Regions from separate parts of the Mus musculus genome. Here all the other regions are linked to region 1. The links are chromatin contacts, called in public HiChIP or PLAC-seq and promoter capture Hi-C maps. All regions are on one chromosome and are shown on one strand. Each heading gives the region's core, a stretch centred on a gene start, on an enhancer-like site or on the middle of the called end of the contact. The rest is flanking DNA. Distances are from core to core; before and after follow the strand shown.

Region 1 (3,798 bases), core at 447-2,946:
GTGCCACTGTGCCTGGCTATCATTCTTTTTAACTTACTAATAAAAAATGGTGGTGGTGAGACAGCTCAGTGGGTTAAAGACACTTGCCACACAATACTAGGATTAAAAGTGTGAGCCACCATACCCAGCTTGGCCTAGCCTTGAACTCACAGACCCACTTGCTTCTGCCTCCTGAGTGCTTAGATCAAAAGCACAATCCACCAACGTCAGGCCCAACACTCGGGTTTTAAACTCATAAACCACAGCTTAGGTCAAAAGCAAAGTGCGAAGCAATGCAGGTATTAGATGTATAAACTGTTTCCTTTCAGGTTCGTATTATGACTTTTGATAGGTCTGAGAAATACAACATGACATGCATGTCACACAGCCATGCAGAGTGGGTATGACATTACTGGAGGGTTTTAAGATGAAGTCTTATTATGTTGCCCAGGCTGGACTCAAATTCATGTTCAAGTAACTGGTCTCCGCCCCTTACATCGCTTACACCACTGAATGGGTAGTTATTGAGTTGGTTGGTTTTTTTTCTTTTCGGAGACAGGGTCTCCCTACACAGCTGAGGCTGGCCTGCAGTTTGCTCTTTAGATCAGGCTGGCTTTGACTCAGTGCTACTCCACCTGATTTTGCTTCTCCAGTGCTTGGATTAAAGGCATCTGCCACCAGGACTGATAGTTACTGAGATTCAAACTGGGCATGGTGGCACAAGCTTTTAATCCCAGCATACTGAAGGCAGTCAGATATCTTGAGTTCGAGGTCAGCCTGGTCTACAGAGTGAGTTCCAGGACAGCCAGGGCTACACAGACAAATCCTGTCTCTAAATCTGCCCAACCCACCCCCAAATTCTAACAGACTCATAGCAAATATACCATTTCCTATCTTTCCCCAAATCCTCTGCTGACTCAGTCCTTTCTATGGCTTTTAGTCTGTTTTCAAATGTCACCCCTCACAGATGAATTTCTAGAACTGACTTGAACTGGGCCTTTTGCCTTTCCTCACCACAGCCTCTTATCCCCTTTAAAGCTTAACTTTGTTTTGTTTTTAGAGAGACAGGGTTTCTCTGTGTAGCCTTGGCTGTCCTGGAACTCACTCTGTAGACCAGGCTGGCCCCGAATTCTGAAATCTGCTTACCTCTGCCTCCTGAATGCTTGGATGTACCATCACCATCCGGCTCCTACAAAGCTATTTAAACCACTAGCTGTACTTGTTTAGAGTATCAACAGGTTCCACAATAAAACTGTTAAGCTGCGTAGCTTGAATACATTTTTCTTCAGAGAAACTGTCTGTGAGTGATTGTACTAAAATAATTATTTACAGTGAGAGCTGCAGAAAGTGAAACGGTCGATGGGGAATTAATAGGCATTGCAGACAGGCTTGTTTCTAGAAAGGGCGATAGGAAGGAGGCAGGTACGCTGAAGAGGGAAAAGTTTGGGATCTTGAGAGGGAAGATGTGGGATCAAGCATCCAGGCTACCCTTGACATGTGGACCGGACAGAGGAACACAGACCACCCAACGACCAATTCTTGGATTCATTTCGAACTCTCTTCAAATCCCGCTCAGTTCAGCAGCCTGCGCCCGCTCACTAGCTAGCGGACAGGCGTCTGCACGCCCCCAGCCCTCCTGCACACCCCACAAGCATCTCACTTACGCTTTCCTTCGAGCTATGAGCCGATGCATGGGAGTCGCCATCTTGGAGCGGCTGGAGTCTGCCGCACGGGTTTTTGGGAAACTAGCACCGGTGGGCGGGTCCTTAGAAACCTCTGCGGTCCTGGGCGGGGCCAGACGGGCTCAATTCAGAAGAGGCTAATGGTGGCCACTAGCTGGTTTGTCTTTTCTAATGTGGGCTTGTGTGTTCAGTATGAATAGGGTCTTGAAGGGTGATCTCAAACCAGGGGTCTGTAATACATATGCAGTGGAATTTTGTAGTATTCAAAAAATCCTAAAAAAAAAAAATCCTGTAATCCAGGATTTTGGAGGCTGAGGCAAGAGGATTGCTATGTTTTTGAGGCCAACCTGGGAAAACTTATGGCCCTAGCTCAAAACCAAACCAAACAAAACCAAAAAGGCCAGGAAGTAATGGCCCACATCTTTAATTCCAACACTTGATGGGATTCACGGCCAGCCTCATCTACACAGGGAGTTTCAGGAAAACCAAGGCTGCACACACAAACTGTCTCAAAAAACAAAACACCAAAAACCCCAAGAAATTACAGGTGTCGTCATGATGACTGGATCATTCTGATTTTGTTGTTGTTTGGTTGGTTTTTTGTTTTGTTTTGGTTTTTTTTTTTTTGTTTTTGATTTTTCTTTCAAAGATCTGCGTAGAGGATTTTTTGGTCTTTTTTTGAGACAGGGTTTCTCTGTGTTGCCCTGGCTGTCCCGGAACTCACTCTGTAGACCAGGCTGGCCTCGAACTTGTAAATCTGCCTGCCTCTGCCTCCCAAGTGCTGGGATTAAAGGCATGCGCCACCACTGCCCGGCTGTGTAGAGGAATTTTAATCCAGCAACATGGCTGCTCTGGAAAGGAATCAATCATAAGTGATGGGAGTACAGACATGAGTTCCAGGCCAGCATGGTACAGAGAAAGTTTCAGGTAAAGAAATTTAGTTCCAGGTGTGGTGGCACATTCCTTTAATCCCAGCACTCAGGAGACACAGGCATGCAGATCTCTGAATTCTACTCAGTTTGGTTGAGTCTTAAGAGAGGAGGAGGGGTAAGGGGAGTGGAGAGGGAGACAGGACCAGACAGAAACACCATGTGTTTGCTTGGGATTGAACTCAGGACCTCTGGAAGAGTAGTCAGTGCTCTTAACCTCTGAGCCATCTCTCCAGGCCCCTCTTTTTTTTTTTTTTTTTTTTTAATTGTTAAAGATAACATCTTTAATTTTTCAGGCTGGCCAGAAACTTAGCTCAGGCTAGTCTAATTCCCAAGTTATGACACAAGTTTCTAAAATCAGGATTCAGGATGTAGAGAAAGGAGGACAAGGAGGTTAAGGCCAACCTGGGCTATATAGCAAATATGAGGCCAGCCTGGTCTCCAGAGTGAGTTCCAGGACAGCCAAGGCGACACAGAGAAACCCTGTCTTGAAAAAATTTTTTTTTATATCTACAAAACCAAATCACTCTTCATTAGTCCTCCTCCAGCCCATACCTGACTTATTGCGTTCAGGCATTTGTTTTCCCAGATAAAATCTTTTTAAAACTTCTAATTGATTCTTTGTGGATTTCACGTCATGCATCCCAGGCCTGCTCATCTCCCCATCCCCTCTTATCTGCCCGTCTTCCAACCTTCCCCCCTTCAGATGAATTTCCTGAGTGAAAGTTTGGGGCCTTGAGATGTAGCTCTGTGGTAGAGTTTTTACCCAGTATGTGTGTATTAGGTTCTCTAGAGTCACAGAACTCATGGGTAAGAGAATTTGATGACTTACAGTCTGTACTTCAACTCCCCAACATTGGTCCAAGGATCTAGCAGTAGTTCAGCCCCACGAGGCAAGAAGGTGAAGAAGATAGAATCTTCCTTCTTCCAGTGTTCTTATATAGTCTCCAGCAGAAGGTGTAGCCCAAATTAAAGGTGTGTGCCATCATGCCTGGATCTGGGACTTGCTTTGTCCCAGATGACCTTGAACTCAGAGATCTCCCTGACTTAATCTTCTGGGATTCATAGCCACTATGCCTCAAGATCTCCATGCCAAGTCAGAAACATGTATCTCCCAGCCTCCAGATTAGGATCATAGGTGAGCTTTCCAGTTCTGGATTGTAGTTCATTCCAGATATAGTCAAGTTGACAACCATGAATAGCCATTA
Region 2 (3,798 bases), core at 803-3,302, 1.9 Mb before region 1:
CAAGGGCAAAGGTAGATAGACAGTGCCTGTGACAGTGCTCTGACTTATGGAGGGGGATAGGAGGGCAGGGAGAGACGGAGAGAATGGGGGGGGGATGGAGAGGGGGAGACAGAGATAAAGAAGGAAAACACAACTGACTGTATTTAGGTCAGCTCTCTATCCAGCACAGCAATTTCACCTACAACGTTCCCCAAGGTAATCAATTAAATGCCCAATGACAACTCCCTGTGGTGACAAGGAGTTCCACGCTGTGTCCAAAGCAAAAGAGAACTGATTCCTTGAAAGTTTTTATGCTCAAAACCACTTCCCTTACCGCACTGATCTTAACTGTAGTCTCCTGAATAACCAAATACATAAATCCCTCTCTCCTTTATAGACTCCCGGCTAGACAAAGACAGCTAAACAGGCAGGAGGCTGAACAAACAGCCACCGGGTTTAAGGAGAAAACAGAGACATAAAAACAAAGAGGCTGCAGCAGCACAGACCCCACCAGAGCAGGCCCAGCCTCAGGTCAAAGCCAAGGGCTGAGAGTCGAGCCTCTTACTTGTAACCTCAACAACAGCTTTTAAGAAGCCCGGCCGTAGATGCAGTCTACTTCCAGAGTGTTTGGAACCCCTGGGTTCCATCCAAAAAAAAACCCTATGCACTAATGTACCTGTTAGTTACTATAAATTAGGATGCAAACTAGAGGCAAAAGAGATCTTGGTCATGAGAAAGACAACTAAAATTATGAATGTCTAGTTGAGCCATAAATGGGGGGGGGGCAGATTCAAGACAATTAGAAACAGGTAAAATTCTTTTAGAACAAGATCTACTCTTGTTGTAGGCTACTGCCTACAGATTACAAGGAGGGGGTAAATCTCTCCTAACAAAATCAAACAGGAAAAATATGAGTTTCATAACAAAAGGACCCTACCATCATTCATACACTGAAAATGTAAACCCGGGTGAGGGAGGATTCAAAGTCACCTAAGGCATCAAGCAAGAGGCAAAAGCTAAAACACGCTCTGCAGATTCCCCAAAGTCAATTCCTTCCAGGACACTATGTTGCTATCCTGACTCAACAAGCCCCCACCCCCTAATTCCATCCATATAAGCAGTCGCTACCTGAATCTGTCAAATTTCAGAAAACAAAACAAAAAGCAAGCGGTCTTCAAGTTAACATCTGTGCTTTTCATGCCCTAGAGCTCTCTTGGTCCCTCCAGTCTATCCCAGGTCCTATTTCATATTTCTAAGTGACTTCCACAAAACTGCAGAACGGTTAGAAACGAAGCCTGCTGAGTGATGAGGAAAGAGAGAGAGAGAGAGAGAGAGAGAGAGGAAAAAAGAAGGAAAGGAAAGGAAAGGAAAGGAAAGGAAAGGAAAGGAAAGGAAAGGAAAGGAAAGGAAAGGAAAGGAAAAAGCCATCAGTGAACAGAACCACACCCAGAACTCAAGCCTGGCGTGGAGAGCCCAGACACAGCGGAGCTAAACAAGGACGCGCGACCCACAGCGGAAGGGACAAGTGCCTTTTCACAGGGCGAGTTTCCCCGCAGATGGCAACGTGGCAGAAAACAAACAGTTGCAGAAGCTGACACCCTGCTGCAGGGATACCTCGGAAGCCCACACACAGCCCTGGACCTCAGTTTCCCCTACTCTCGGAGGAAAGGAGTTGCGGTCTGGTACCCTGTGACCCAAGGCAAGGGCATAGCTCGAACAGCCACATCTGCAAACGAAGGGTTGGTCCGAGCTAGCCGTCAGTGACTGCCGATGTCACCTGGGAACTATGACTGAACACCTGTCAAAGGTGCATGGGAGACCCCACCCCACGGGTGACCTGTCCCTGAGCAGCAGCATCCGTTTGGCGGGAGGTGCTACAGCAGGAGGTGACTCCCGACTGCAGCGCAGGGCACGCACTACTCACCGGTCGGCCCTGCCCGGCCCGGGCTCCCGCTCCGGCTCCGGCTCCGGCTCTGGCTCCCGCTCCTGCTCAGCCCACCTCGCGTAGCCTCAGCGCCGACCCCTAGCCATGGTTTTCTAGCCTCCTGGACAGCCGCTTCCGGGCCCTGTCACGTGATGCTGGCTCCCTAGCCCAGGTCACGTGCCGCTCCATTCCGTGCTCCTCCTCCCGGACCCTTGTTCTGCAGCGCCACCTGGCGGCCGTCAGCCGCTGCTTCAGAAAGGGCAGTGCTTCTGAGACCACCACAGAGCTAAGGCAGACGACCTAGATTTTGAGGCAGTCTCCAGGGAAGTCGGCATGCAAAATATCCGTAATTTTTAGCCTTGCTAAAATTTATTTGTTCAGCATATATTAACGTGCATTTACTGGTTTATAATCACAAGTTTGCACCTTTTAAAAAATAAATCGTGCAGCTAAGCCTGATGGTACAAGACTGCAATACCAGAGCAGAGAAGAAAAATAGTTCAAGGCCTGTTTGGGTTATAGAGTGAGTTCAAGGATACCCTGGGTGATTTAAAGATACCTTGCTTCAAAAAAATTTAAAAGGGGCTACTGGGAAAATGGTTTACTGGATACAATAAGAACCTGAGTTAAGATTCCCAGTACATATAAAGAGCCAGGCAAGACAATGTGTGCCAGTAACACCAGAGCTTGGGGCCAGAGCAGAAGGATCCCTTGGTCTCTTCAGCAGACTAACTGATCTAGCCAAAACAGTGGGCTCAGGTTCAGTGAGAGAACCTGTGGGGAAAAAAAGTTGAGGGAACAACTCAAGCAGACAATGTCACCATCTGACTCCCCGATGCCCCACTCCACACACACACACACATACTCCATATGCTACACACATACACATACACACACACACACACTCCATACACCACACACATAAATATACTCCATACACCACAAACACACACATACATATACTCCATACACCACATACACACAGACATATACTCCATACACCATATACATACATATACTCCATACACCACACACGTACATATACTCCATGTACACACATATATTTCGTACACCACACACATACGTACATGCACATATGTTCCATACACCACACACACACATACACACACACAAACAACATATACTCCATACATCACAGACACATATACACATATACTCATACAAACATATACCACACATACATACATATACTCCATATACCACACACACAGAGATGCAAAGACAACTTCACACATACACATACTTCATACACCACACACACATACACACTCCATATACCACACACACATACATATACTCCATACACACACATATACTTCATACACCTCACACATACATACATACATACATACATACATACACATATGCATATGTTCCATACACCTCACACATACATACATGTACTCCATACACACAGAGATATAAACAGTACATACCACACATGCATATACTCCATATACCACACACACAGAGATGCAAAGACAACTTCACACATACACATACTTCATACACGACACACACATACACACATACACATATTACATATACTACATACATACATACATACATACATACATACATACATACACAAGCATATAAACCATACACCACACATACACAGATGCATACACATACATATACACACATGAACAAGAAATGATACAACTTCTAGAGTCCCACTCTACACTTGCTGGGTCAAGATCCCCATCCATGAGTGGCATCCGGCAAGACCTAGGGAGATTTGGATTCTCCTGCTGAGAGCCCTACTACAGAGGACTGCCTTGGTGTACTGAGTATTAGCCCAGCAAGGCTTGCAGTGTGGCAGAGTAACCTCCTTCCCACCCACATCCCAGGTCTGTCTCCATCACTTCCTG
Region 3 (3,798 bases), core at 718-3,217, 1.8 Mb before region 1:
AATGAGAATGGCCCCATAGGTTCAAAGATTTGAATGTTTGGTTTCAGTTGGTGGAACTGTTTAGGAAGGATTAGGAGGTGTGGCCTTGTGGAGGAGGTGTGTCATTGGGGGAGTGTTTTGAGATTTCAAAAGCCCATGTCCAGCCCTGTTCCCCGCCCCATCTGTCCATCAGGATGTAACACTCTCAGCTATCGCTCCAGTGCCTTTAAATGCTCCCTGCCATGATAATGGACTAAGCTCCTGAAACTGTAAGAAGCCCACCCCACCCCACCCCCCAGTTAAATGCTTTCTGTTTTTAAGAGTTGCCTTACTCATAGTGCCTCTTCATAACAATAAAACAGTGACTAAGACACAGGGTTTCATTATGTAGTCCAGGCTTGCCTGGAACTCACAGTGACCCCCTGCTTCAGCTTTCTTGCTGTTTGAACTACAAATATAAGCCCTCATGCCCAGCTCAATATTGTTTTCTGCTCTTTGGAGGGTCATTGCCTTGAATGTGTTATTCATTGCACTGGGTCTCTTTCTTCAATACAACTTTCAGAGAGTTTGTGACCCTGACACGGATTTTCTAACCTGTGCCCAGTACTCTGGAGCGCTGACTTTCAAAGCTGTTATCGCCTTCCCACGTGCAGCTCCCAGTGAGCACTCCAAGAAGATAGAAAGGAGTCTCTTGTCCTAGATTCTGACCCTATTGTCCCCATTCCCACTGCATCTGGCAAGCTTGCAGTGTCTGTCCTGAGGAGAGAAGACTATGTCACACAGATCTTGTGAGCTGGGGAAAGCTATTGGCCCAGCCTTGTGGAAAGCTTACAATGAAAGTGGGTGTCATTTATTTGCAGGGGTGTTACAAAAGCCAGGTTTGGGGGAGCATTTGACCTGGGCTCTGGGCCTTGCTACCAGCATTGTCCCTCTCTGAAGTATACTTTTATTTCATTTATTCATTTGTTTATTGAAGAGGGGAGAGTGAGTGTGTGTGCACACATGTGTGCACATGGCCTACATATGGAGATCAGAGGACAAATTTCAGGAGTTGGCTCTCTTTTTCCTGGGAATTGAATTTAGGTCATCAGCTTAGTAGCAAGCACCTTTACTCACTGAGATAATTTTAATTCATTTTCTTTTGAGACAAGGGCTCACTCTGTAGCCTAGACTGACCTCCAACTTGTGGTTGTCCTTTTGCCTCAGGCTCCTGGAACTGCAAATTGATTGGCCTTTTCAGCTCAGGAAATGTAGATTTAGTTATGAATGGGTAATGCAGTGTGTGAGCCTTGGCATGCATGTTCCTTTTCTCCTTCCACCAAGTGGGGCCTGGGGATGGAGCTCAAGTCGGCATCACAGGCAACTGCCTTTCCCACTGAGCCTGCAGCTGGCTTGTTCTTTTGGTTGCTTGCTTGGTTAGTTTTGTTTTTGAGATAAGCTCTTACTTACTCTGTAGCCTCTTCCTGAAACTCCAGCCTCAGCCTCCTAAGTGCTGGGTCTATAGGCACTCACCCTCAGTGCCTTCAGAGGTTAAAAGGCCCATGTGCTGGAGCCGGACAGGCATCTTTGAGCCACCCGATGTGGGTGTCTGGAGTTGAACCATAGTTCCCTGGAAGGGCAGAAAAATACTCTTAACTGCTAAGATCTCTCTCCAACCCCGTTCCCTTTGTATGACAGGTTATCATGTAGCCCTGCCTGGTCTTAAACCCCCTATATATATCAGACTGTCCTCGAACTTGTGATCCTCCTGCCTCCACCTCCTCAGAACTGGGATTACAGACGTGTGCCACAACGCCTGGTTTAATTGTTTTCGTTCTTTTCCCTCTCAGCTCTTTCTCATCAGAGGGTCCTGAGAACCATCTGTGGCTCCTGGGGATCTCTCCTGCCCCGGCCTCAGGTACTTCTGGCGTGGAGCGCCGCTGGCACCTGCCCTGGCCCGGCCCCGGCTCGGCCGGGGCCCCGCGCAGGCCCTGCTCTTCCGGCATTTAAGGCGCGCAGCCGGCGCGGCTGCAGCTCCGGGCGGTTGAGAGTCACAGCCAGCGGGACGCGCGAAGCAGGATGGGCTGCAGGCAAAGCCGGCACAGCCGCGGCAAGCGCGCAGAGAAGGTACCGGGAGCCCGCACACGGAGGTCTGCTTGGGGGGCGCTCAGAGGGACAGCAGAGGACACCAGATGGACAGCAGTGGGGGGGGCAGTCATGGAGATTGGGGTGCGGGGGTGGGGGTGCTCTGTCTCCGCCCGACCCGGCAATCAGAAGCCGAGTTAACACACTCAGTCCCAGACAAACTGCAGCTGACCCTGCTGTCCCCGCGGGGAGGTGACTGGTGTGTCCGTGGCAGGTGGCCTTCAGTGTGGGGCTGTCACTGTGTAGTAGAGGACAGAGTTCTTAACCTCTCTGCGCCTTGAGCTAAGGTCTAAGGCCGGCAATCTCTGATAGGTCCACAGCCGGACAGCACCAGCATCACCTGAGACCTGTTGGAAACCTCAACTCCCTGGTCTGCCCAAGGGCTGCTAGACACAGGCTGCCTCTTAACGAGTTTCGCCTGGGATCACTGCACCCTTTAGAGCCTAGGAAGCGGGTCAGGGCTTCCTGCGGGAACTGAGCGGTGCGTGGGCTGCCCTTAGGGTAGCTGGGAGGAGCCAAAGTGGGAGTTGATTTGTAGTCTCCTGCAGCTCTCTCCTCCTTCCTGTCCCTCCCGCCCCAGAGCCCTGAAGCTGGGTTAGAGCCCAAGAGACTGACTCAGGTTTCTGCCCCTTGAGGTCTGAGAAACGTCAGGAGGTCAGAGCCTAGATTCAGGGCCAAATCCACTGAGGACAGCCGGGGGCCCAGAGAAGGAAACAGGCACTCTAGAGTCCTAGTCGTTTTTTCCTGTCTGCCAGTCTCTCCACCCCTTGTGGGGATGGACAGCCCGTGAACTTCATCAGTCCCCACTGTGAAAATGATTAATTTTGCAAGGAACTTCAGCTCATTAGTCTTCCTGTTACCTCTGTTTATCTACCCCTAACTTTGTCAATGTGTGTGTGTGTGTGTGTGTGTGTGTGTGTGTGTTCTCTGAACCCTCCCCTGCACTTGGACTAACTTTTCATTGTTTTATTTTTCTCCCCATCCCCACTTTTGGAGACAGGGTCTGGTGTAGCCCAGGCTGTCCTAAACTTAATGTGTAGCCAAAGCTGGCCTTGCACTGCTAATTCACCTGCCTCTCCAATGCTGGGATTACCAGCCTCCCCACCACAGCAGGCTGGATGTTTTTGTTCAGATTTTTTAGACAAGCTCTCAATATGTAGCCTAGATTGGCCCCAAACTTTCAATTTTACTTAGCCTCCCTAATGTTGAAATTATAGGCCTGGGCTACCATACCTGGCTTCTAAGGGCTTCTTGATAACTGCAAAGCCCTTCACCTTTGCTGCCTCAAAGGGCCTCCATGTCTGCCTTGGGCCTGTGCAGCTTCGTTGGGTTCTTTTGCTCACGGTGCCTGTGAGCTGGATAGTGGGCTGCTTTTTGGCTAAGTTCCCACCTGTTCCTAACCCTCCTGGTTGGTGCTTTTTGCTTAATTTCCAATGCGGGTGTCAAGTCGTGAGCACCCGGTATATCTACACAGTCTGCCAATACCCCTGGGAGATAGAACTCTAGAATAGAGGTTCAGGAGGTCACAAGAGTCAGACCACAATAATGACACTCCCTAAATATTTTCACTTCCTGTTCTGTGCCAGGAAGGTCCTGGGGACCAGGTTGAGCTGTAGAATGAAGCTTCCACGCATTACAGGTGTGGCCCCTAAGGCTCAGAGAGGCTATGAGAGCCGAATGGTAGGATGGCTGCTC
Region 4 (3,798 bases), core at 703-3,202, 1.7 Mb after region 1:
CTGTTCACTTACCCAGAATTCAAGAAGTAAAACACAGAGAGCTGCTCCGGCAGGGTCTCCGACAGCCTCTGGGCATAGTCCACGATGTTGTCATGCAGGTAGCGGCTGTTGGTGTTGAGCACTAGGTTCTGTTCATGTGCGGCTTGGACCACGGTAGGGTGGCAGTGCCCAACTGCAAGAGGGGCATCTGCATCAAGTGGCCGACGTCACCCAGCCAGCCCCACCAGATGCCCCCTCCGCTCTATCTGCAAACCCATCCAGGGGAGACGAAGTTAACGAAGGCAAAGTGGAAAGAGGGGAGTTAATGATGGGGCGGGGGAGCCCAGAAGAGAGTCCAGCAGAAGGAAAAGAGGGTCAGAAATGCTATCTAGAAAACAAAGGTTTTTAGAGAGGTATTTTGAGACTCAGCTGGAGGGGCACTGTCAGAGGGTCAGCCATGGCATCTGCATTCTTAGAGCTCACGTGCCAACATGGTCAAAGCAAGGTAGCAATAATTAACACAATTACCTACAACACCGGGCAGTGAGTTTACCAAAAAGGCCCAGGATTAAGTCATTTCTCCTGAGACAGGGTCTCTCTGTGAAGCCCTAGTTGTCCCTGAAACTTGCTATGTAGGCGTAGGCCAGGCTGGCTGTTAACTCAGGAGACCCCCCTGCCTCTGTGCCCTGAGTGCTGGGAGAGTCCTGGGTTTTAACCCTTACCTGCCTGCAATGTGCCTTCTAACAGCTGTGGTAGCCCAGTTGGCTGAATTCATACTAAAGTTTCCTATTACCCCTATAGTAGTCAATAGAGGTGAAGGCCTGCTGTCAGCACCCTGCACGAGGCCAAGATGAGCACACTACATTTGTGGTCATGGATGGGTGGACTGTATATATGCCTGGTTTGATGTGAGTTCCACGTGGGACGTGCAGCTTGGACCTTGGCATGTGAACCTCTCAGGCCTGCCTGGTTTAGCACAGCTATGGTGTGGAGTCTTTTCACAAAGACTGGGGTGCCCCCCTGAGCATCCGATTCAGTTCTGTTCAACCCAGGCTATCAGTCAGATCTATGGCCTCAGCCTCCTCCCCTGTCTCACCAAGGGTGAGAGGCGTCATACTGACCATGAGCCACGTTGTTGATACAGTCCAGGTACTCTCGCCCTTGCTCATCGTACAGGTACTGCCCTTGGCCTCGGATAATCTTAACAGGATCCTCAGGAAAAAAGAGTCTGCAGGAAGAGCTGTGGGGACAGGCAAAGGATCGACAACCCTGTCTGAAGACTGACCTCCACTCATTACAGCCCCCTTCACTCCTTCCTGATTCTGGGATGGACAAAAGCTTGCAGGGCACGGTGGAACTTCCCTGCCTCCCCATTCCTGTGAACAGGACGGAGCAGAAAGTTTCTGAGACAAAACTAAGCCTTTGTGGCCCTCTCAGTTTTGCTTGCACACTGAGACTCCTCCAGTCCCAGTGAAAAGGGCTTCGGAATGGCTTCCTGAAGAAAACCCCCTTGTTAGGAGCTGCATCTCAGCCCCTAACATTCCTTGCCAACCCAGTGGCCTTGCTGTCCCCGTTAGTAATGGCTAGCTCCAGTCCTAAGTTCCAACCATAAGCTTCTCTCCACGTGGCACCGAGGATACTCCTCACAGGCCAAGAGCAGACTTCCTGTAACCCTGCCCGTGACATGACTGCCCCCCAGGCCAGGCCCAGCTCCTTATGCAGGTGGCTGCCAGGGGCAAAGCTCGCTCCACGGGACAGGGGACGCCCCGGAGTCGCGGGGTGGTTCACGGCCGCTTCTAGTAGGCTGAGGGAGGCGGGGAAATCAGGGACTCGGGGTGGGCGCTATACGCGCTTTCGGAGCCCACACCCGGTACCTGAGCAGCCGACGTCTCAGGTCCAGAGTGACGGCCTTGGCGCGCGTGTCCGCGGCCATGGCGCCGAGCGGTCAGCCAGTACCCAGATGCTGCGCGCTTAGCTCCGCCTCCGCCCGCGACGTCAGCTCTGGGTGGGGCTTCAGTGCTGGTCCCGCCCCCAGGAGCTCCCTTCCCGGGCGTTTACGGAACTTGCAAGCGAGATAGCTTGCAGTTCACGTCATCACGGGCGGATACTCTCCGCTGATCCATGGTCGGACTTCGCCCTTCTCTCCTACGCCCGAGGTTTCCCTCCCAGGAATGTGTCCCCAGACCGCCAGGTGGAGCGGGACTCTAAACTGCGGCGGGGCACGCCCGAGCAGGTTGCTGTCTCTGCGCTGATAACGTGACACCCTGTGAGGGTAAATTACTGGCACCCTGGAAGGACAAAGGCCTTCCTGGCATGGCGCTGTAGAGTTCGGTGCCACTGCTGGGGCAGACCACGGAGATCTCTAGAAATTCTTGCTAGGATTAGACAGGATAAACTTGACATGTCGCTACAGGAAGAGAATTTTGCAGTGGGCAGATAGGAAGAGGTTTGGAAAACTTCTGAGTCCTACCTTATGTACTGTGCAGGAAACAGGCCCAGAAAAGAACGGCTTTGCTCCGAGGCACACAATAGGCCCGCTGCAGAGGCCGGACTAAAACAAGGTCTCCTGAACTCTTACCTAGCACACTGAGTGACAAGAGACCTCTGTGGTCCCGGAGGTGGGAGAGAAGGGATACTCCCTTATGGGTTGAGCGCTGGAGCTGACTGTCTTGATGAACCCTGGAACAAAGGCCTGAGAAGGCCCCTCAGCAGACTGGGGCAGTCTTGTTCACATGCCAGCCCGCTGCCCCATTCTCCAGTAGCTTATTTCTTTTCTTCCCTAGAAAACTGCAAAATGCTTACAGCACTTATTAAAGAACAGCTTTGTATTCTTGTGGTTTTTGTTTGTTTTTATTGTGGTAAAATATACATAAAAAAACAAGCAATTTTGAAGGGTACATACAATTCAGTGGCATTAGTACATTCTCAATGTTGCATCTTGTCACCAAAACCCAGTCACAGAGCCCTTCCATCTTCCCCAACTGAGCGGTATTTCATGTTTTTAACCATAAACCTACCTAAAAGTCCATCTTCCTGCTCAGAAAAGGCCTATCCTTCCTGTCCTTGGTCCCATCCTCTCTCCATTTTCTGGCATCTGTCCTTTCAAGGCAACCCTGGAGGCCAAGAAGGCACAGGCTGAAAGGAGGAAGGGACTGAACAAGACTTGGATGTAGTGGGGGGCATGGTGGTGCAAGCCTGTAATCCCAGCACTTGGGAAGCTGAGGCAGAGCTGCAACTTTGGGACCAGCCTAAGTTATGTATTGAGACCCTGTCTCAACCAACAAGCAATCATTCCCCTGCCCAACCCTTGAATCCAGAGCAGGGTTTCCTCAGCTGGCATTCACAGTGAGCAGCTTCACTACTGGGCGTGTCCAGTGTCCTGGATTTCAGGTGTATGCTAACCTCGACTGTCTTCTGAATGCCAGGAGTGTCCCCCAATCCTGTGACAACTCAAAGCTTTAAGGACAGGGAATCTAGTAAGGTCGCTTCTCTCAAGCCTCAGAGCCATCTGTCCATGGGGACAGTCATCTCGTTGGTTTCTTTAGCGGCATGGAACACAGGATAGTCAAGGACTCAATAAACAGATACCTCCCTTCCAGAATTATTTGACTTACAAATAATTACAAAGAGAACTGGCCTTCTTGGTAGGGAGAACCAAGGCCTCCTCTCAGTCCTTGAGCCTCATTGTTGAGGCAGGGCACTCCCCAGCGTCTCACTTGGGACCTTGAACAACTCATTCTCTCTGTCCTCACTTCAGGCTGGCACAGGACACTCCATGGCTCTGCATGTCCATTTGCAAGGATACAAGGTATGAGTCCA
Region 5 (3,798 bases), core at 335-2,834, 1.7 Mb after region 1:
CCCAGCACTCGGGAGGCAGAGGCAGGCAGATTTCTAAGTTCGAGGCCAGCCTGGTCTACAGAGTGAGTTCCAGGACAGCCAAGGCTACACAGAGAAACCCTGTCTCGAAAAACCAAAAAAAAAAAAAGTCAAGAGGCAAGAGGTTCTGGATCTGGAGAGGGTTCAGTGGGCCACGTGGGCACAAGCATGAGGACCTGAGTTCAGGACTCCAGTGCCCACAGCTGAACAGGGGAGCACAAATCTAACTTCAGCTTACTCCATCAATGTGGGAGGAGACAGAGAATCTCCAAAGCTTGTGAGACCATTTGCCTGGAGGCCAGCCTGGTCTACAAAGTGAGTTTCAGGACAGCCAGGGCTATACAGAGAAACCCTGTCTCAAAAAAAAAAATCTATATATATCTCTATCTATCTATCTATCTATCTATATCCATCCATCCATTGGATGACTCACACCTTTAATTCCAGCACTTAGAAGGCAGGCAGGCAGTTTTCTGTGACTTCAAGACCAGCCTAGGTCTAAAAATGAAGTTGTGGGCCAGCTAGTTTGTTTAAAGGAAAAAAAAATTATAAAGAACAAAATGGAAAGTGAAGATTGATACCTTGTCTGATTTACACACTCAGGGCATAGAACTTACACTCAACACAAACGTATGCACACATACACAGGAATCATGGCCTAACCCAGGCCTTTAAAGTTTTATGGTCAATGCTTAAAAGAAAACTACCCCTCTTTACCATAACCTCATTTAACAGGGCTATTTTTCCAAAAGCAAGTTGTCAGACTAGGCAGGGTGACACATGTCTGTAATCATATCCTGGGGCTACATGAAAAGACTCTTAATTTTTCCATTTAGGATCATCTAAAAATCAGTGAAATTAAGCTAGGCACAGTGGTGGTGCAGCACATAATTCCAGCACTGAGGGGGTGAAAATGGAGGGTCAAGAGTTCAAGGCCAGTCGGAGGATACCAGACTTGGTCTCAAAAAACACAAAACGGAACCAAAGGAAAGAAATAAAAATTAAAGGCAAAGCTAAACACTAATGCGATATTAAGTATCTATGGGTGTCAAGCAGACACTGGAAATACTACGGTCCAACGTTCACTGCGCCAGGCCTCCATGGATGGCCCCAGCTAGCTCACTGAAGAGGGCAGGAGCCCTGGCATCTCAGGATGCCGAGGTTTAGGAGCAGGCTGTGCTGAAGGCCTCCGATGACCGCAGCACTCCGTAGATTAGAGCACTCCAAGATTAGGCTCCTTTCTCCGGGCGACCTTGGATTTAGGGGACTTCCTCCGGCTCATTCTCCTCTTTTGGGAGGCCGGGGTTGCTAGTGTAGAATAGGATGTAGGGATAGGATGACAGACTGCCGTGTACCCCGGGCAGCTGGGGACATTGGACGTGCTCGCCCGGTGACCGGAACCGTAGACAGTTCTCCGACTCGCGCGCGTTCTAAAATGAGGACAAAGCCCGCCCGGATCTAGAGCGCGCGCGCAGAAGCAGCCAATAAGATGCTAGGACAATGGTGAGTGGCGGTTCGCTTTGCCCAATGAGAGTATCCGTTGTTACGAGGTGGTGCCCGGCTTCGGCATTATAAAGAGCTCCACGAGTTGGCATTGTCAGGCGGTGGCACCGCGCGGGACGGAGTTAAGGTCTTCTTTATCGGCAGTGTACGGCGGCGGCCGAGCGGAGCGATAGTCAGTGGCTGCGGACGAGCCCTCGGGGGTGCGAGCGTGACCGCGGCCAAGCCCGCGCGTCGCCTTCTGCGGCGAGTAGGGCCTCGCGGCGTCATCGGCGGCGAGGTGAGCGGCCCGGCCGCGGGCGGTGGGCGGGAGCTCGGGGAGCGCCGCGGGGCCTGACGCGCTGTCGCCGCTCGTTGCAGTAGCCGCTGCGGCCTGGCCGACCATGTCGGACGCGGCTGAGGAGCAGCCCATGGAGACGACGGGCGCCACCGAGAACGGACACGAGGCCGCCCCCGAAGGCGAGGCCCCGGTCGAGCCCAGCGCGGCTGCCGCGGCCCCCGCGGCCTCGGCCGGGTCTGGGGGCGGGACCACGACCGCACCGAGCGGGAACCAGAACGGCGCGGAGGGCGACCAGATCAACGCCAGCAAGAACGAGGAGGACGCGGGGTAGGTGCGGCCGCGGGCCGCCGCCTTTGTTCTGGGGCCGTCTTTTGTTGGCGCCACGCGGCGGGGGGAGGGGCGGGCGGCCCGCGGAGCTGTGCCTGCCTGGCGCGCTTGCCGCCTGGCCCGGGCGCGGTTACGCGCCTCGGAGTTTGCAGGAGTTTGCGGGGTCGACTGTGAGGCCGATCTGGGCCGCTCGCGCGGTGCTTGGGCTACTTCGGGCCTCGGGGCGGGCGGCCCCGGAAGAGGAAAAGCGGCGGATCGCGAATCGGGCCGCGAGGGCTGCGTCTCTGCTGCGTAGGCGGAGTTGGCGCGCAGCGGGCCGGGCCTAGCCTGCCGCGAGTCGAGGGGCGGAGTTCCAGCCTGAACCCTGGGGCGGTCTTGGCACCGGGAAACCCAGAGTTCCTTGGGGCAGGTACTTGGGAGGCCGTGAGCTCAAGTAGATTCATGAGTGCAGGGCACGCTGATTTTAAACTCGTGAGGGGTCATGGGTCACATTCTTGTCCCGTATGTACCGTGTGTGGCTGTACAGTCTCGTTCAGCTGTGAGTTCCAGTTGAGTCGAGATTGCAGAGCGACGCAAGGGTTAACTTGAAAGGGGGCACCATCTCAGACTGGTCCATGGGACTGTGGCTCCATAAGCCCTTCCCCAGCCAGGAAAAGTGTCAGAATTCTTTTACAGCTTCTAAGGTTTGTGGTCTTGTCTCTCACTTGCAGAAAAATGTTCGTTGGTGGTCTGAGCTGGGATACCAGCAAAAAAGACTTAAAGGATTATTTTACTAAGTTTGGAGAGGTTGTTGACTGTACAATAAAAATGGATCCCAACACTGGACGATCAAGAGGGTTTGGGTTTATTCTCTTCAAAGATTCTTCTAGTGTGGAAAAGGTAAGCTGGGTATTTGACAGCAATCTACTAGGATTCTGAATCCTAAGGAACTCAGGCATTGCAGTGTTGAGGTGATTGCCACGAGTGAGCTTAGAGTCGTTTTGAGGGATAGTACAGATTGAGTGATTCTGGGCGATTGCAATTCTACTATAAAAAGCTTACTGAGAAGCCTGCAGGAGGGTAGGGAGCTGGGCAGGAACTAGAGAGCTGCCTTTTCAGCCTTCCTTTACTAACTCTATTGTGCCAATTCATGGGCTTGGTGTTAAATGCTGCACTGTAGGGATTAAAGTCTGAGATTGCTATGAGGATAGGTGTGATTTTTTTTTTTTTTTTTTTGCTTTTGTTGTTATTTAAATCCAAGTACATAGGGATGGCATCCTAAATCTCAGAGAAAGTGAAGGTGCATGCCTTTATAGGGTAGAGAGGATTTCAGCACTAGATGTGCTCTTTGTCACTGCTGCTTTGTCTTAAGTTGGGACTACTGTTCAGGACTGGGATACAGGTGTTCAAATGATCATCTATCTGTATGGGAGGTTTGGAAGAACATAGGGCTGGGAACTCCGTCTGGCTTAGCTCCAGAGAGAATTGAGCCCATTTGGTATGTACTTGTGTTTAGACCCTGACACATTTCTGTTTTACACAGGTCTTAGATCAGAAGGAGCACAGGCTGGATGGTCGTGTCATTGACCCTAAAAAGGCTATGGCTATGAAGAAGGACCCTGTGAAGAAAATCTTTGTGGGAGGTCTAAACCCTGAAGCCACAGAGGAAAAGATCAGAGAATACTTCGGCCAGT
Region 6 (3,798 bases), core at 820-3,319, 1.6 Mb before region 1:
CCTACAGCTCCCTGCAATATTTTTCCTGACAAAACACATCTTTTCCAGTGTTTGCTGTAACTATCTGATCATATGCCACAGCCTCCAGAACAGTGCCATCCAACAACACCCTCTGCAATGGTGCAGGGAATGGACAGACTTGTAGGCCCATGTGGTATTCAGAAACTGAAGACCAGACAGGAGAAATGACTTCTAAGTGAATTTAGTTAGGGGTTTCCTGACTCCCAGTCTAGCACTCTTTTCTACACCATACCATCTTCCTCATGGCACTGACCACTCTTCAAGGGCTCAAAGCCACATGCATAGTAGTACACACCTGTAACCTCAAGTCACATGTAGGAACAGCTGTCATCCTGGCTATACATCACAATGAAAGGTGCCTAATGCTATTAAGGAACTGAGTGTGTGTGTGTGTGTGTGTGTGTGTGTGTGTGTGTGTGTGTATGTGTGTGTGAGTGTGAGTGTGTAGGACATGTGCATATGTGTGTACATATACGTGAAGCCCAGCAGTGAACCTCAGGTGTTACTCCTTAGGTGACAACCATCTTGTTTTTTATGACAGGTTCTCTCACTGCCTCCGGCTCATCAGTTTAGCTAGACTGGCTGACCCACAGATCCCAGATATCCTGTCTCTGCCTCCCCAGCACTGGCCTGTGTGTATCTACACCAGACTTTTAAATTTGGGTGCTGGGGCTCAAAATCAGTGAGCACTTTACCCACTGAGCTATTTCCTCATTTCCTCAATTATTGCTTTTATTTAGGTTTAGTTAATTTACATTTGATCCACCATATGTGGATAATGGTCACTCAGTTGGATAGGACAGTCCTGAACTAGGGATAATCAAGAAAGCCTCTCTCACCCAGGTGGCCTCTTCCTATCTCCTCAGACATTTTTGTGGCAGGTAGTGAATGGCAGTGGGTAACTTTATATATGTAGTCAGTGGTTTACAAGGGGTGTCGACAAAGCATCTTTTGGCTTCTGGTACAGTTGCAGAAAGCAGACAGAGCAAGACTCAGTTTCCCACTTTGCAGTGGGTGTGACAGTGAGTGAGATGGGGGTCAGTGACACGTGCATGTGTGAGCAGTCATTTGTTGTGACAAAAGACTGACAAGCAGCATCTTAGAGGAGGGGTTTATGTTGGCTCCCAGTTTGAGGTGATACAGTCCACTCTGGTAGGAAGGCCTGGCAGTGTGGGAGTGGCTCTAAGCTGTGGTGGCAAGTGCATCCGGGGGCTCGCTCACATCTAGTGGATCAGGAAGAGCAGAGAAAGCAGAAAACAGTGCTTGAACAACCCTCTCCTGATCCCCACTTTTCATTCAGTCTGGAACCCCAGCCTCCCCGGACAGTGCTGTCCACATTCAAGGTGGGTCTTCCCTCTTTTGGAAAACCTCTCTGGAAAAGGCCTTACAGGCACACCCCAGGTGTATCTCCTCGAGACTTCTAAATCCAGTGAAGTTGATCATAGAGAATAACCATCACACAAAGCTCAGGAGGAAGTGGCATGCTCAGACTGCAGCTGGCAGGTTCAGAACGGGCCAAGGGTTTCCAAGTGTGGCTGGACATCCAAGTGAGACTCAGCAAGACTCAGCATCTGGGGAAGAATGAGAAACTTTTCCTCCTCTGGAGAGGATGCTTGGGAGCAGATGAGGCAGGAACAAGACAGGAGGACGTGAGCAGGATGCCTGGAGATTTCCCCAAGGCCACGCACACTGGAATCCCCCACTTTGAACAAAAGAGGAAACATATATCTCCAGGCCATCCCAGCAGGGCAGCCCAGGTGGCCTGTGTCCTTGTACCTGCCTTTGCTTGATTCCCAGCCCAGCTCAGGAGCCAGCAGGCTCTCAGCTCTTCTCCAGAGCCCCCTCCCCTTCCTGGAATCTACCACAAGTGACAGGCAGCCTGGGGAGCAACAGGTGGAGGCTGGCAAAGGGCCCTCTGCTCTGCCAGAGGCGGGATGGGGCCTCAGCTCGGCCTTGTGGGGCTGCCTGGTGGCTGGCTTCTCCATCATGGGGGAATTCCCCTCCTGCCTCAGAGTCAGCTCCGCCCAGCCCTCCTTCCTGCAGAAGCTCAGAAAGCCCAGCAACCTTCACAGGGACACAGGGAGGCATGGCCGCACTCACTGGGCACATCTTCAGATCACCTCGTGCATTCTCGGATGAGTGACCTGGGCTGAAGGTAGGTGTGACAAGGCAGATTCCAGGAGCGTCACACGGTAATGTCAAGGCCACCAGACCTTCCCAGCTGTGTGTCAGTAACTGCTTGGCCTCCTCTTCTCTGCCAGCTGGGGTCTTTTGCTCCCCAGCCTAGCTTGGTGGGCCCACCTAGGGCCTTGAATTCTGTGTCTCTGTTCTTCCCTGAGCCTCCTTTGCCCTCTGACCTCTGTCTCTCTCCCTCGTACTTGTTCTGACCAATCTTCTCTCCGAATGTCTGCAACTTTTCCAAAGGGAAGGAAAGAGAGACTTTCTCTTTTTCTGTACTATCCCTCTCTCTGAGGGGTGAAGGGGACTTTTCTCTTTCTTGTTCCCATATTTTCTTGTGTGTGAGAGGACATGTTTGCATTTGTGTCAGGCTCCCAGGAGCAGGTACATATATCGGTCCATGGGAGTGTTTATGTTTGTGGATGGTCTGGGTGTCTGTCTCTGTGTGAATGTGAATTTTGAGGGGGATGGTGTGGGATGAGCTGGGCAGTTTGGAAGTCTAAACCCAAACAAGGAAGGTTGGTGGAAACCCATCTTGCTCCCTGGGGGACACAATAGCTGTTGAGCCCCTCCTCAGCACTGGAATGAAGGAACCCCTCCCCTGTCTCCAGACTTCTTTGCTCTGAGGCCCACTGGCTCCTTCTGAGGGTGAACCTTTCACCGAGAACTTGAGGCCCTGGGAGTGGGGCCAAGGGCTGGCAGATGGTGGGGACTTCTTTTTTTGATAATAAGCAGTCCAGTTTTTCCGAAGCTGGTCAGAGGGCCAGCCTAGGGAAGTCCCTGGCTGGGGGAGGTAAGGGCCAGAGGCTGGGTCTGACTTTTGACAGTGACCTCTGGACTGCAGAATGAGGGAGGAATGTGGCGAGATTCTAGAAGACATGAGAAGGTATGGGGTAGATTGAGAGAGAAATGCTATTGGGGCCTGGTAGGGCTTCCCAGGATTGGGCAATGTTCTGGTCCTATGGGTCTGCCTCCCTTAGGGACTAATCTCTTCCCACTTCCAGGAAGATGATGAGGAGCAAGCTAGGATCCCAGTTTGGAGCCAGCTTGATACTCTGATTTGGAGTCAGGCGGGCCAGAGGGAGAGAAGCCAGAGAAGGAAAGACCCAGGACTCCTCGAGACCGTGGGAGGGGCCTGGCAGGGCCAGTGTATGAGGAGCTGGGAATTTCCCTGGTGTCATTGTCCTAGAAACCAGAGAATAACAGGCAGGTTAGGGACACAGGAGAAAGAGCCGGGGAGGAGAAAGAGGAGGACAAGGCTGGCGAGGAAGCCAGCAGCCGTGGCCAGAGGCCACCTCCTCAGACAGCTCTCAGTGAGATCCAGGCAAAGTGAGCCCCAGCAGTAGGCCTGAGATCCCCTGAGAGAGGAAGATCCACACTCCCTGCTGCCCCAGACCACAATGACCATGCTTCTTATCACTAGGGCCATTTCTCTCTGTGTGTGCCACAAACTGGCCCTGCTGTTGTCCCCATAGCCTTGCTTAGAAAGCTAGGTTACAGACCAGGAGTGAGTGTCAGGGTCAGAATCAAAGCCCAGACTTCAGGAGGTGGGAGGTGTCCTGGGAAGAGGGCAAGTTGTGAATGCAAATGCTTTCCTTC
Region 7 (3,798 bases), core at 354-2,853, 1.6 Mb after region 1:
CTACTCAGGAGACTGTCTCAAAAAGCAAAGCAAAGAGTGATAAGGTTGACACACGACTTTAACTTCTGGCCTCTACACATGTATACAAAGCCAAAAAGTGTTCTAACACATAAATATGCACACACTGACTTAGTTTCCTTAATTGGAAGTCAGGAAAGCAGTCAGCCTCAGTAATGGAAATTTGTGAGCTGCTACACAAAACAAACATGTTCATATTTCTACGGCTCAAATGATAACTGGAGACTTCTTGTAGCAGACACTTTTATTCCCTTCCTCCCTAACTCCCATTCCTATCAAGATGACCAGAGGTTTAGGACAATGACTTTTTTGTGCCTTCAATTTTGAAGGGAGATGAAATGGATGGATAAACATGCTGCTTATGTAGAAGTGGGCAGGTACCTGACCAAAGCAAAGGAGATGTAAGAAATCAGTTTTGTTATTTATCTATCAAAGGTAGGTAGGTAGTCTGCCATTGGCCAATATTCCAAAAATTTTCTTCACTACCGCCAATAAAAGAAAGCTGCTTCACTCAAACAAACAAACAAACAAACAAACATCTTCTCCACCTAGTAAAGTTTTGTTTATAAACCTCATGCATCCTTTCTCCCTCCTGAATTCCCTGCTGCCTGGAATACAGACCTTTAACTCCATTCCTCTAAGCTTATTCTTTCAGAACTAGCCAAGCATGAAGGTCGGACCCCAGCCACTGGGGAAAAGACACCATGATTTTGATCCTGAAACACCTTTTTTACAAATAGAACGTGCCTTGTAGAGCTACTTCGCTTTGTTTATGTTTCTAGCAAACACAAAACGAAAACAGAAATGCCAAACTTTATCTTTAGTCACTCTGTGGCCCCAGAGAGAAGTCAATGATTTTTAGCCAAAGTAGCTTCGAAATGTCTGTTTAAGGGAAGAAGGAATTCAGGACGCCAACGCTAGATAAGTCTCACTATAATAAACACATAAGGAAAACCTGTGAACAATGCAGACATACACTTGAAAGAGCAGAGTCCTTGATGATTAACAGCACCTAACACCAGTGATTTGCGCCCTAAACCACCCTCCCATTACGCATTTCCGCCCACGCATACGGCCAGCACCGTCTGGACACAAGCGCCCGGTGCTGCAACCTCCATTTTGCTTTCTGGCATTCTTGTAGTTAAAAGCTCCGCCTCACTTGGCAGTCTGGTCCACATCTCCCGCCAGGCTTCCGGTCTCTACACCTCCAGGCGAACGTCAGTGACAACATAAGCAAGTACGCGTGCGGTGAAGGCAAGGATTGCTCTAAGAGCCAGAGGAGGCCCGCGGGGACCCCGACGTCCCATGAGGCCTTGACCCAAGATGGCGGACAAAACCCTTAGCGCAGCCTTGCTCAGAGACGCATGTGCGCATGCCCGGTCGACTGAGCTGCCCTGATCCAAGATGGCGGCCGGACCGGGGCTGGGGACGGGCTTAGCGCGTTACTGAGCATGCTCAGTCTTCCGTCACTTGCGTCAGGTCGGCAGCCGGCGCAGGCCGCTCAGTCCTTCCCGGAGAGGCGGGAACATGTACGCATGCGCAGTGAGCAGTCTCGGCTAGTCGGTGGGCGGAGCTACCCCGCGGGGTGGACGTTGAGTGTGTGTGATGGCCGGCTGACCTGCTTTCCTCTTTGAGCTTGTCTGCCCCTGAACTAGAGGGAAGTCGGCTTAGGTGAGGTATTTATAGTTGTCAAAATCCCGCACTCGCCTGTGATCCCAGCGCTCAGGAGCCCGGAGGGATTGCCTCAAGTGCTGTAGGACAGCAAGACCCTGCCCAAAGCAAAAAGTCGGGAGCTAGAGACTGGGAAAGTGGGGGCCGTCCAGGGAGGCTGGGCACATACAGTTCAGTCACTTTCGTGGGTGCGTACTTTGAGTTTTCCTTGGGATTTGTGGCTCAGGGGCAGAGCCCTTGCCTAGCACCTGGAGGTTTGGGATTTGGTCCCCAGCACCAGAAATAAACAGTTAAAGAGGGGCAGTGTAAGATAATCGCAGCACTGGAAAGGGGGAGCTAGGGTAAGGAATTCAAGCCATTTTCTGATACTTGTAGGCCAGTCTGGGCTTCATAAGACCTTTTATTTTATTTTTTAAAAAAGGTTAATAACAAAATAAAATAGCAAAATGTACGGGTTTATTTAATGGACTCTGTCATCGTGTTGTAAATGAATCTGTGGGTAAATAGATGTATCGCCATCTTTAATAGCCCCAAAGCAAGGATGACAGTCCATCCTAGTATCTTTAGTTATCCTTTGGCAGGTTCATCCATGTGTTTTAATGTGGTTTTCAGCCCTTGTCACCCTCTCATCCCACACCCACTGAACCCCCTTTCCCTTCTATTTTCATATCTATACATTTTTTAAAATTATTATTATTGTGGATGTATGTGACACATCATGGGAGTGCCTGCTTGCTATATGGTACATGTGTAAGAGAGGACAACTTTGTGAAGTTGATCATCTCCTCCTCCTCCTCCTGTCTTCTTTCTTCTTGTGACAGAGTCTCTTTCTGTAGCCCTGACTGTCCTGGAACTTGCTTTGCAGAACAAGCTAGCTTTGAACTCACAGATCCTCTAGCCTCTGCCTACTGAGTTCTGGACTGAGCATGCGTGTGTACCCACTGAGTTTAACTTGGGTATTTATGGGTAGGGGTTTATTTATGGAGCATACACAATTTAATGGTGGATACACCAATGAGGAAAAACGAGTCCCCTGAACCAGCAGCCATTATTTACTTGTTTTCAAGAATAGGTGAGATTCTTTAATTCTTCGGAAATTTTTAGTGGAAACTTAGGTCCTCTGAAAGAGCAACCAATGATCTTAACCACCAAGACCTCCACTGAAAGCCTTGATTAAATTCCTAAAGCTATAGTTTTTATTTTATGACGTGTCTCTTAAACGATAGTCCCTTATCCTGGGTTTTTTGGTTTTTGGTTTTTGTTTTTTTTTTTTTTTTTTTTATCACTCTGGAACTAGCTGCTGGTCTATAGAAACCCATTTGTTTCTCTATTGATCTTGTTTCCTGTTGCCTTGCTAAGTCTGCCCTTACATGGTTCCATAGGACATTTTATGTATAAGATTATATCATCTTCAAATAGTTTGGACTTCATAGTCCAAATGCTTTTTATTTCTTTGTTTTGGTTTAGCTTTTGAAACAGTTTTTCTGTGTATCCCTGGCTGTCCTGGAACTAGATCTGTAGACCAGACTGGCCTTGAACGCACAGGAACTTGCCTGCCTCTGCCTCCCTGGTGCTGGGGCTGTCCCCACCCCCCAATGTAGTGATTTTTTTTTTTTAATTCTTCCCATTAACTTTGTTTCCCTGCCTGCTATCTCCAGTAAAGTACTCAATAGAAGTGGTAGAAGGGAGGTATACTTTCTGCATTCCTAAACTTTAGCCAAAGGATGGAGTTGTGATCTTTCCTTGTTTCTGGTTTTAAGAAAAAAGCTTTTAGTTTGTAGGATGTTGTTGTTTTGTTTTTAAAGACAGCATCTCAGACTTTAGCCCAGGCTGGCTGAAACTCACTATGTAGCCCAGGTGGTGGCCGCAAATCCCTGAGAGTCTTCCTGCCCCAGTCTCTCCCAGTGCTGGGATCGGGTGTAAGCTACCACTGCCCTGGTAGTCTTTGACAGTAACTGTAAAAAGTATTTTGGATTTGTTGATGGTGATGTCCTTTTTTTTTTTTTTTTTTCAGTTTAAGAAATTCCCTCTCAAACCCTGTGTGTGTGTGTGTGTGGAGGGGGGATTCCCTCTTTTTGTATTATTTTTTTTCAATCAATGGAAAGATGG

Evidence for each region. Promoter capture Hi-C pulls out the DNA fragments that hold promoters and counts their contacts. HiChIP or PLAC-seq counts read pairs in DNA pulled down with a chosen protein or histone mark.
Region 2: a contact with region 1 is called in a promoter capture Hi-C map of liver, with 4 times the contacts expected there. The contact joins the promoter of Slc36a1 here to the promoter of Zcchc10 in region 1. A contact is called at or near these places in 3 of 39 promoter capture datasets (liver and pre-B cells).
Region 3: a promoter capture Hi-C map of liver shows a contact between it and region 1, with 5 times the contacts expected there. The contact joins the promoter of Ccdc69 here to the promoter of Zcchc10 in region 1. A contact is called at or near these places in 4 of 39 promoter capture datasets (hematopoietic stem and progenitor cells, liver and pre-B cells).
Region 4: a contact with region 1 is called in a promoter capture Hi-C map of liver, with 5 times the contacts expected there. The contact joins the promoter of Phykpl here to the promoter of Zcchc10 in region 1. A contact is called at or near these places in 3 of 39 promoter capture datasets (the C10 cell line, liver and pre-B cells).
Region 5: a contact with region 1 is called in a promoter capture Hi-C map of liver, with 5 times the contacts expected there. The contact joins the promoter of Hnrnpab here to the promoter of Zcchc10 in region 1. A contact is called at or near these places in 6 of 39 promoter capture datasets (embryonic stem cells, hematopoietic stem and progenitor cells, hippocampal neurons and 2 more), 1 of 115 datasets of contacts at active chromatin or transcription factors (large pre-B cells) and 1 of 9 other capture datasets (liver).
Region 6: a contact with region 1 is called in an H3K27ac HiChIP or PLAC-seq map of bone marrow-derived dendritic cells, with 12 times the contacts expected there. The contact joins the promoter of Tnip1 here to the promoter of Zcchc10 in region 1. A contact is called at or near these places in 1 of 39 promoter capture datasets (pre-B cells), 1 of 115 datasets of contacts at active chromatin or transcription factors (bone marrow-derived dendritic cells) and 1 of 9 other capture datasets (liver).
Region 7: a contact with region 1 is called in a promoter capture Hi-C map of liver, with 4 times the contacts expected there. The contact joins the promoter of 0610009B22Rik here to the promoter of Zcchc10 in region 1. A contact is called at or near these places in 7 of 39 promoter capture datasets (the 3T3-L1 cell line, the C10 cell line, hippocampal neurons and 3 more) and 2 of 115 datasets of contacts at active chromatin or transcription factors (large pre-B cells and pancreatic cancer cells).

What each region holds. Positions count from the first base shown.
Region 1 is chr11:53,322,587-53,326,384 of GRCm38.p6, reverse strand. Zcchc10 (zinc finger, CCHC domain containing 10) reads right to left here and starts at 1,696. Exons shown (of 4, transcript NM_026479.4): 1 at 1,644-1,696. The coding sequence starts at 1,684.
Region 2 is chr11:55,202,594-55,206,391 of GRCm38.p6, reverse strand. Slc36a1 (solute carrier family 36 (proton/amino acid symporter), member 1) reads right to left here and starts at 2,052. Exons shown (of 11, transcript NM_153139.4): 1 at 1,904-2,052.
Region 3 is chr11:55,076,300-55,080,097 of GRCm38.p6, reverse strand. It overlaps Ccdc69 (coiled-coil domain containing 69), which reads left to right and starts at 1,967. Exons shown (of 7, transcript NM_177471.4): 1 at 1,967-2,085. The coding sequence starts at 2,038.
Region 4 is chr11:51,582,935-51,586,732 of GRCm38.p6, reverse strand. It overlaps Phykpl (5-phosphohydroxy-L-lysine phospholyase), which reads right to left and starts at 1,952. Exons shown (of 13, transcript NM_028398.3): 1 at 1,854-1,952; 2 at 1,101-1,219; 3 at 13-172. The coding sequence starts at 1,912. It overlaps Col23a1 (collagen, type XXIII, alpha 1), which reads right to left. Exons shown (of 29, transcript NM_153393.2): 29 at 2,808-3,798.
Region 5 is chr11:51,604,667-51,608,464 of GRCm38.p6, reverse strand. It overlaps Hnrnpab (heterogeneous nuclear ribonucleoprotein A/B), which reads left to right and starts at 1,584. Exons shown (of 8, transcript NM_001048061.1): 1 at 1,584-1,798; 2 at 1,879-2,125; 3 at 2,836-3,004; 4 at 3,648-3,798. The coding sequence starts at 1,902.
Region 6 is chr11:54,961,211-54,965,008 of GRCm38.p6, reverse strand. It overlaps Tnip1 (TNFAIP3 interacting protein 1), which reads left to right and starts at 2,069. Exons shown (of 19, transcript NM_001199275.2): 1 at 2,069-2,176.
Region 7 is chr11:51,686,439-51,690,236 of GRCm38.p6, reverse strand. It overlaps 0610009B22Rik (RIKEN cDNA 0610009B22 gene), which reads left to right and starts at 1,603. Exons shown (of 2, transcript NM_025319.2): 1 at 1,603-1,689.